2 separate regions of the Lactuca sativa genome follow, and region 1 is linked to region 2. The links are chromatin contacts, called in public Hi-C maps. All regions are on one chromosome and are shown on one strand. Each heading gives the region's core, a stretch centred on a gene start, on an enhancer-like site or on the middle of the called end of the contact. The rest is flanking DNA. Distances are from core to core; before and after follow the strand shown.

Region 1 (4,331 bases), core at 128-2,627, 180 kb before region 2:
CATTTATTTTTTTAAAACTATTTTTTCATTAATTATAAAAATAAAATAACAATTTTAAACTACATTACTTAGTTAATCTAGAAAACAAACATTACATTAATAAGAAAACGAACAAACATACATATAAAAATCCTAATCGTCGTTCATGCTATGTTGGTACAAATGTTCCGCGACATCTTCTCGAAGATTGAAACACTTTTCACTGTTATGGATTTCGACAACTCGCTCCAAAAAAGCATTCGTTCCGGGTACGAACTCCTCAATTGGAACGACAACGTCGTTCGGATCATACGTGCAAATCGCTCGACCTTCATTTTCAATAATCATATTATGCATTATAATACATGCTAGGACCATTTGCTTAATTCTTTCTTTATCCCAAAGTCGTGTAGCATATTTCACTACATGCCATGTTTGCTTAAGGACTCCAAATGCCCTCTCGATATCCTTTCTCGCTGATTCTTGTTTTTTTGTAAACAATTTTGCTTTTTCACTTCGAGGAACTGAGTATGCCTTCATCAATGTAGAATAATCCGGGTATATCCCATCACCAAGGTAGTAACCATATTTGTACGCGTGCCCGTTTACCGTGAACGTCATATCAGGTGCTTTGCCGGTCCAAATATCGTTGAAAAGTGGAGACTGACCAAGAACATTAAGGTCGGTGTTGGACCCCGCTACTCCAAAAAAGGCATGCCATATCCACAAATCTTGAGATGCAACAGCTTCTAGGATGATAGTTGGTTCACCTATATCTCTTCGAGTGAACTGGCCACGCCATGCAGTTGGACATTTTTCCCAAGCCACATGCGTACAATCTAGACTGCCAAGCATACCGGGAAATCCATGCCTCTCTTCATGAGCCGAATATAATCTCTCAATATCACGTTGAGTAGGTTTACGCAAATATTCTTCGTGAAAAACCTCATAAACACATGCAGAAAACCAATCTACACATTCAACCGCGGTCCTCTCGGATATTTTCAAGTATTCGTCAGATGCATCAAATGCTATACCGTATCCCAAATACCTAAGAGCAGCCGCACATTTTTGTATACTACTAAAACCCATTCTTCCTCTAGCGTCGGGTTTTTGTTTGAAAAAATCATAACGAGATTCTAAAGCATTACTAATACGTAAAAATATAGCCTTATTCAGACGAAAACGACGTTCGAACGAGTCGTCATTATAAAGACAATTATCGGCAAAGTAATCACGTACCAATAAGTCGTGTGCGGCTTGGCGATCATGATTGACGACCGTCCTTGTACGCGCTGCATTCGAACTTTCTTCGGCGTGAACGTGTTGCACAACATTGAAGAATGTCTCGACGAATTCTACGTCGTCATCCGAGTCAAAACTTTTTAAAAATTCCATATTTATCGAGGGATCCATAGGTGTAATTGAGTGTAGAATGTATATGTATGTGTATGTGTTTTGGTATTGAGTTTTGTAATTGAGTTTTTATAGTTGAGTTTGAAAAAAAAAAAAAAGGAACGGCCACAAAATAGCCGTTCAACGGCTCAAAATATTCGACCAATAGCAATCCTCGTTTCATTTCGTTGTCCCGAGCACATTTTGCAATGACCACGGTCGACCACGAACCACCGGGACGGTGTGCACGTCCGTGGTTCGTGGCCATATTTCATCAAGATTACGACTTTGGCAACCCATTAAATCATGGAAAACGTTTCCAACTTTTACCCAAAAAATAGGAGGTATTTCTGGGTCTTTTGAAACAGCTACCCATGCTAATGCTAAGTTCTCTTCTTCGTTTTCTGACCAATTCATCCTTTTAGGAGCCATTGGCTTTGAGTTTATGAAGCAAAAGAAGTGTGTGGTTGTGAGAAGAAGAAAAAAGAATCGTGTGAGTAAAATGAATGAATAAGTGTGGTATTTATAGAAGTGGTTCAATGTTGTTTGAATAGTAAAATTAAAAAAAAAGATTTTAACCCTAAAATATGACCGTTACTGTGCCACCCAATCACAATTTCCGTTTGCATTCGTTGTCCCGACCACGGCTCGTCCCGACCACGAACCACCACTAGCCACCGAGATGGTGTGCACGATCGTGGTTCGTGGCCAGCTAGACCACGAACCTGTCCGTTGCAACCATACCGGACGGCCTAACGGATGGTCTTACAGTTGATAGTATTTCAAACTTGATTTTAGTAGTATTTTTTTTAGTCCATAGGTTGGCGCTAAAACATTAATTCTGCTTGGATTGTGTTTGTGTGGTATGTAGTATGTACATTTTACATGAATTCGAAGCTAATTAAGTTAAGATGTCAATATAAAATTTAAAACTATAATAACAAAAATATATGACTAATCTTGATGAGTATATTTGCAAGAATAACTAAAAGCAATTATATATATATATATATATATATATATATATATATATATATATATATATATATATATATATATATATATATATATATATATATATATATATATATATATATAACACATGACAACAACCAAAACATATGAAAAATTCTACGACCATATTACTAAAGTGAGTTATGTTTATATGTTTTTTAAAAATGTCACATAATTTTGTAATAGAATATTAGTTAGGTGGTAAGTCGTAACACTTGTACATATTTGATCTGGATCCGATTCAAAACCGGATACAAGAGACATCGGTTTTTGATGAAACTGGATCAAATTGATTGTGATTCGATAAGATATAATCAAGTTACGTTTTAGATGTTGGAAATTGGATTGGCACATGATATTAAAGCCTTTATCGACCGATGAAAACCAATATAGGCTGGTTACACTGCTTCACACCTGTTTGATAAACCGATACCTCTAATAATAGTATAATACCGTTAACAATAATTATTTAATTATTGAAATCTTCAAAATTTAAAATATGGCTTTTGCCATTCTAACATATTTTTATTCTGTCACGCAATAAGAATTTAGAAAATCAATATCATTGTATACTATTCAACAAACAAATTATGTTTATTACACCTTATACCCCCACTCTATTTCGAAATTATATTATTTACACCTAAAACTGTCCATCAAATTCTATATGGATATGGCCTTCGTTATACCAGCCAACAACTATTCAACTGCGAGGATGCACTTTCCCAGAAGTTCTTCACCTTCATCAAACAAAAATGGCTGCAAATCAACCCCATCTCTCCACCATTAAAGCTGCTTGTTTTCAATAAATAACACGCGGACTTACAGTCATCTCTTCCTTTGATTTTACCTTGAATCAGTACTCCAAAAGCCCTAGTCCCGTCTTTTTCATTGAGTTCACGCTCTGATATATGATCTCTGTTCTCCGATAGCTCTTCCACTAGTATGATCCCGTCTGGCGAAGATGATTTCTCTGTAATCACATCCAGCCAGCTTTCAGCTTTCACCGCCATCTTCGTTTTCACCTCGCCGTTGGCGTAGATTTGAAGCAGCAACGGAGCTTGTGTTATGTTCTTCACAATTTCCGTAACGGAACCTTCAATCCACTCCTCGAATTTGTCCGGAACACTAGAGATCTCGGTAGCACGATTATCAAACTCGTTATCGTCGTTTACAAATCTGTTAGCCAGCATTAGGTCTGAGTCGATGGAAAAGGAAACCTGATTAGAAACACGACGATCGGAAACAACCGCCGCCACGGCCCAGATTCTCTGCACACTATTTTTAACGGCGACTTTGGGGATTGAGGGAGAATGAAGGCGTTTGAGTCCGGAAATCGGATCCCGTCGATCGTTAAGGAAAGCAGCAGTGGATTTGCTAAGTCCGTAACGAATACCCAAACATGCCATCGCTTACGGTGGTCGCCGGCGGTGGATCTCTTCCTTGTAGGAGGTGTGTTGTTTTGTACAGATGTTATTGGATATGGGGAGCTTAATTAGGGTGGAATTTATAGTAATTGGGTCGTGATCAGATGACTTGGAAAGACATAAATATTAAGAAGCGAATATAAGGAGTCTTCTTCCTAAACGGACGGCCGGATTTCATGCAATATTGATCATCATATTTTTGGGAAGTTGAAGTTGCAAAAAGTACACGATAATATTTGTTTGCATGTAATTATCATGCAGTCCAAATCTAAATATAGCGACAAAATCACAAATATGTTATGGATAAAAAATTAAATGGACAATAAATATTAGTCCATCCAATTCATATACAATTGTAAGATAAATGTCTATTTGTTAAACCTCACACGTCGTTCTTAACTTTTAAATTTTTACAAAAGTCCCCTTTCTTTTGTGTAATTTTACATTTAAAGTATTAAAATTGAAATTGCAAGGAAGGCTATATATTGAATTAACTTGAATTTGGTATAAATATTG
Region 2 (3,904 bases), core at 507-3,006:
AGGTAAACACTAGGTTATAAGATTTTCTTTTGACAAAATTGCAAGAATGGTCCCTGTGGTTAGGTGGAAATTGCCACTTTGGGCCAAAAAGGTTTGTGCTAGCACTCGTGGTCCACAGGTTTTCATTTTGTTGCGAGTTTGGTCCATTTGTCTTGATTTTTTTATAAAATGACGATTTTACCCTTTGTTTTTTCTTTTTTCAGCTTTTTTATTATAAAAATTAAAAAAGGAAAAAGAAAAAAGAAAGTAGCCCTCCCCTCTCTCTCTCTCGTTCTTGATTTTGATCTCCGACGAAGAAAGGAGGTTGCCGACCACCACCTTCGTAGCCCCTCCCTGCCTCCCTCCGGTTGTGCAGGACCACCAAACACCCATCCCTTCACCCTCCTATCTCCAACAAATCGACCCCAGTTATCTCCCCCTCGATTTTCAGTCGTGAAACGCTCCCATCATCTTCTTCTTGAACTTGTTCCTCACCTGCACCACCACTCTACCATTCAAGACCACTAAGTTTTGGAAAATCAAGATTTTGAGATTAAAAAAAATCAAAACTAATATTCCTCCACCAACACCGACTCAACATCCAAATCGACCACCATCTGAACCCTTAGTCTTAATCTTGCCATCGCAGATCCACCTGCAACTTGAGAACCAGAAGCAGAAAGAGGAAAAATCTCTAAAAAAACGATTATCATTGTAAACCATTTGTGTGTATATGTGTTCAACCCTCCAAACACATACACACCCCCCCACACACACACAAAAAAAATTCCTTTTATCACATCAAGATTCATGAACAAAAATCGGACATAGAAATCGACCAATCGAAGCTATCCTGAAACTCTTAACCTATTCAATTTGCTAGAGGTGGTGGTGACGAATCAGATCTGAAAAACAAGCTGAGAAATAATCTCATCTTCGGGAGGCTGTCAAACTCCGGCAGATTGCCATGACCACCACTGCCTTTACCACCGGACTTCTCTTCCTCCATCGGCAACTCAATGGTTACAGAAAGAGAACAAAGAGGTCGGCGTCGTGGTTTTTTATAGGGGAAAGGTTGGTCTGCAAATTTTGTTTCTGATTGAAGAAAGAAATTAGGAACAGTAAATCTAATTGGATCTGTTATATTGTTTTCTTATACTGATTGAAGAAAGAAATCAAAAGGGTGTTCTATTAATTAAAGAACCCTAAATCTAACTATATTTTTCGATTTCTTTATGGGGATGATGAAGAAGTTGCAGGTGAAGGATTTTGAATAAGAAAATGAAGGTAGGTGGGTTCTGATGAAAAACAACGAAGAGAGAGAGAGAGAGAGAGAGAGAGAGAGAGAGAGAGAGAGAGAGAGAGAGAGAGAGAGAGAGAGGAGGACAACTTTCTTTTTTCTTTTTCCTTTTTTAATTTTTATAATAAAAAACTGAAAAAAAAAAAAAACAAAGAGTAAAATCGTCATTTTATAAAAAAATCAAGACAAATGGACCAAACTCGCAACAAAATAAAAACCTGTGGACCACGAGTGCTAGCACAAACCTTTTTGGCCCAAAGTGGCAATTTCCACCTAACCATAGAGACCATTCTTGCAATTTTGTCTTTTCTTTTAGACTTTAGTTCATTTGGACATTTTGACTTGTATTTCTATTTTCTAGAGAAGGTTAGGTGACAATAGTTAATATAAAAATATAAAAATATAAAAAATAAAATGATATTTGAAAACTAGGGGTCAAAACTATAAACTAAGAGAAGTGTAGTGTCGTGCGGACTGCGCAGGGAAGTATATAGATTAGTACGGTGCACACAGATTCCATTTGGAAACTTAGAACCATTTCGCTGCCAAATATAAGTCTTTGTGTACTTGGATTTCTATCAATTCAATTGATTCGCAGAACAAATGGCTCTTCGAACACTAGTCAGTAGTGGGAAAACCCTAGGTCGATTCTCCAGGTTCCAGCAACAGATTCGTGGACTGCAGACGTTTACGCTTCCGGATCTCGCCTACGATTATGGCGCTCTGGAGCCGGTGATTAGCGGAGAGATTATGCAGCTCCATCACCAAAAACACCACCAGACTTACATTACCAACTACAATAAGGCTCTCGAGCAGCTTGATGACGCCATCGCTAAGGGTGATGCCTCCACTGCCGTCAAATTGCAGAGCGCCATTAAGTTCAATGGCGGAGGTTCGATTCTTATCCTTTTCTCCATCCAATTATCTTATTTCCAGTACAGATATTTTATCTTTTTGTCGGTAGTTTCCGTCGAACCAGTTCAACAACTTCTTACAGCGAGTTGTTCTAAAATAGGAAGCTGCATATTGATCCCTAACTTGATATGGATTTCAAGTTCTAATAGCTGCTACCTACAACATACTTGAGAACAAGAACGTCAAATAGAATATTGTAGTTGAACTTGCAACATGATATATATCAATTCATAGTATGCAGTTACTGATATGTTTGATTAATTGGTTCTAGGGATTTTTATTGAAGTGAATTATACATTGCGTTTTCTGGCTGTCCTAGATTGATTCATCCCCTTTTTGTTTGTGTAATCAGGTCATGTGAATCACTCAATTTTTTGGAAGAATCTTGCTCCTACAAGTGTAAGTCTCTGTTTCCTGATAGTTGAAGGATGATTCTGAGTGAAAGGCTGAATTTTGTTTTTGTTTGCAGGAAGGTGGTGGTGAGGCACCACATGGTTCTTTGGGGTGGGCTATTGACCAACACTTTGGTTCAATGGAAAAGTTGATTGCCAAGATGAATGCTGAAGGTGCTGCTGTGCAGGGGTCTGGATGGGTGGTATGTTATGTTCATCTATTATTTCTCTTATCAATCAATCAATCAATCATCTTGGGATATTATTATTATTATTGTTATTATCATCTGTTGGTTTACTTTTTTAAAATCGTGATATAATATGACTACTACTGGCAGTGGCTTGCAGTGGACAAGGAGTTGAAAAGGCTTGTGGTTGAGACAACTGCAAACCAGGTATACATGCAATTCACATTAAGTGATTATAACAAATCTTGTTGAGCCTTTTACTGAATAAATTATCTAAAAAAATTTCTACATTAATAATACAAGTAGTTGATAGATTAGATTATTAAGTATGTATCTGGTTGTGACTTGTGGTGCAGGACCCCCTGGTTACAAAAGGTGCAACTTTGGTTCCTCTGCTTGGCATAGACGTTTGGGAGCATGCATACTACTTACAGGTAGTTAGTTAATCATCATATAAAATTTTTATTGTCTAGCAAATAAAATTCTCCTGTTTGTTCCACTTAAACGATCAATTGATGATATAGTTAAATGTTTGAATGATGCAGTACAAAAATGTAAGACCAGATTATTTGAAGAATATTTGGAAAGTCATCAACTGGAAGTATGCAAGCCAAGTCTATGAGAAAGAATGCCCTTAAAAGGAAGAGTTTTGACACTTCACCTACTACACACACGATGGCAGGTGTATGCTTCATTTGAACATGCATGTAATAAGTAAAGTCCCATTTTTCCTTGGGACTTGGCCTTTGTGTATGTATGCAAATTGCAAAACATGTATAAACCCATGTCCTGTTGTTTTGCTTTTTGCTTCTTGCTTCTTGTAAACTCCCTTTTCTAGTTTCTGTTCGTTCAAAAAAACTAACAGTTGATCCTGGTTTATGTTTGTTGGGTGTTGGTTACAAAATCATCCTACTGATACTGTAAACATTTGGGTTACTTGTTTATTCCACTGATTTCAAGTTATTATTATTTTTTCTTTCTTGTATTTCTATATAGAAATATTCTCTCTCTACTCTTTAACTAAATATATGTTTTGTGGTTTGTTATTTAATATTTGTCTACCAAACAGATATTTAGAGGAGATTTCCATTTCCTGCCAACTTAACACACAAGTTATTTCAATTCTTTCA

The links. Hi-C and Micro-C count contacts between places; a contact is called where the count stands out from the background.
Region 1: a Hi-C map of leaf shows a contact between it and region 2, with 5 times the contacts expected there. The contact joins the promoter of LOC111883995 here to the promoter of LOC111883997 in region 2. A contact is called at or near these places in 2 of 4 Hi-C or Micro-C datasets (both in leaf).

The regions. Positions count from the first base shown.
Region 1 is chr2:222,991,291-222,995,621 of Lsat_Salinas_v11, reverse strand. LOC111883995 reads right to left here and starts at 1,377. Exons shown (of 1, transcript XM_023880319.2): 1 at 133-1,377. The coding sequence starts at 1,377. The coding sequence ends at 133.
Region 2 is chr2:222,815,258-222,819,161 of Lsat_Salinas_v11, reverse strand. It overlaps LOC111883997 (superoxide dismutase [Mn], mitochondrial), which reads left to right and starts at 1,756. Exons shown (of 6, transcript XM_023880322.3): 1 at 1,756-2,171; 2 at 2,547-2,593; 3 at 2,664-2,789; 4 at 2,925-2,981; 5 at 3,131-3,208; 6 at 3,320-3,743. The coding sequence starts at 1,883. The coding sequence ends at 3,412. It overlaps LOC111883996, which reads right to left. Exons shown (of 6, transcript XM_023880320.3): 6 at 3,514-3,904.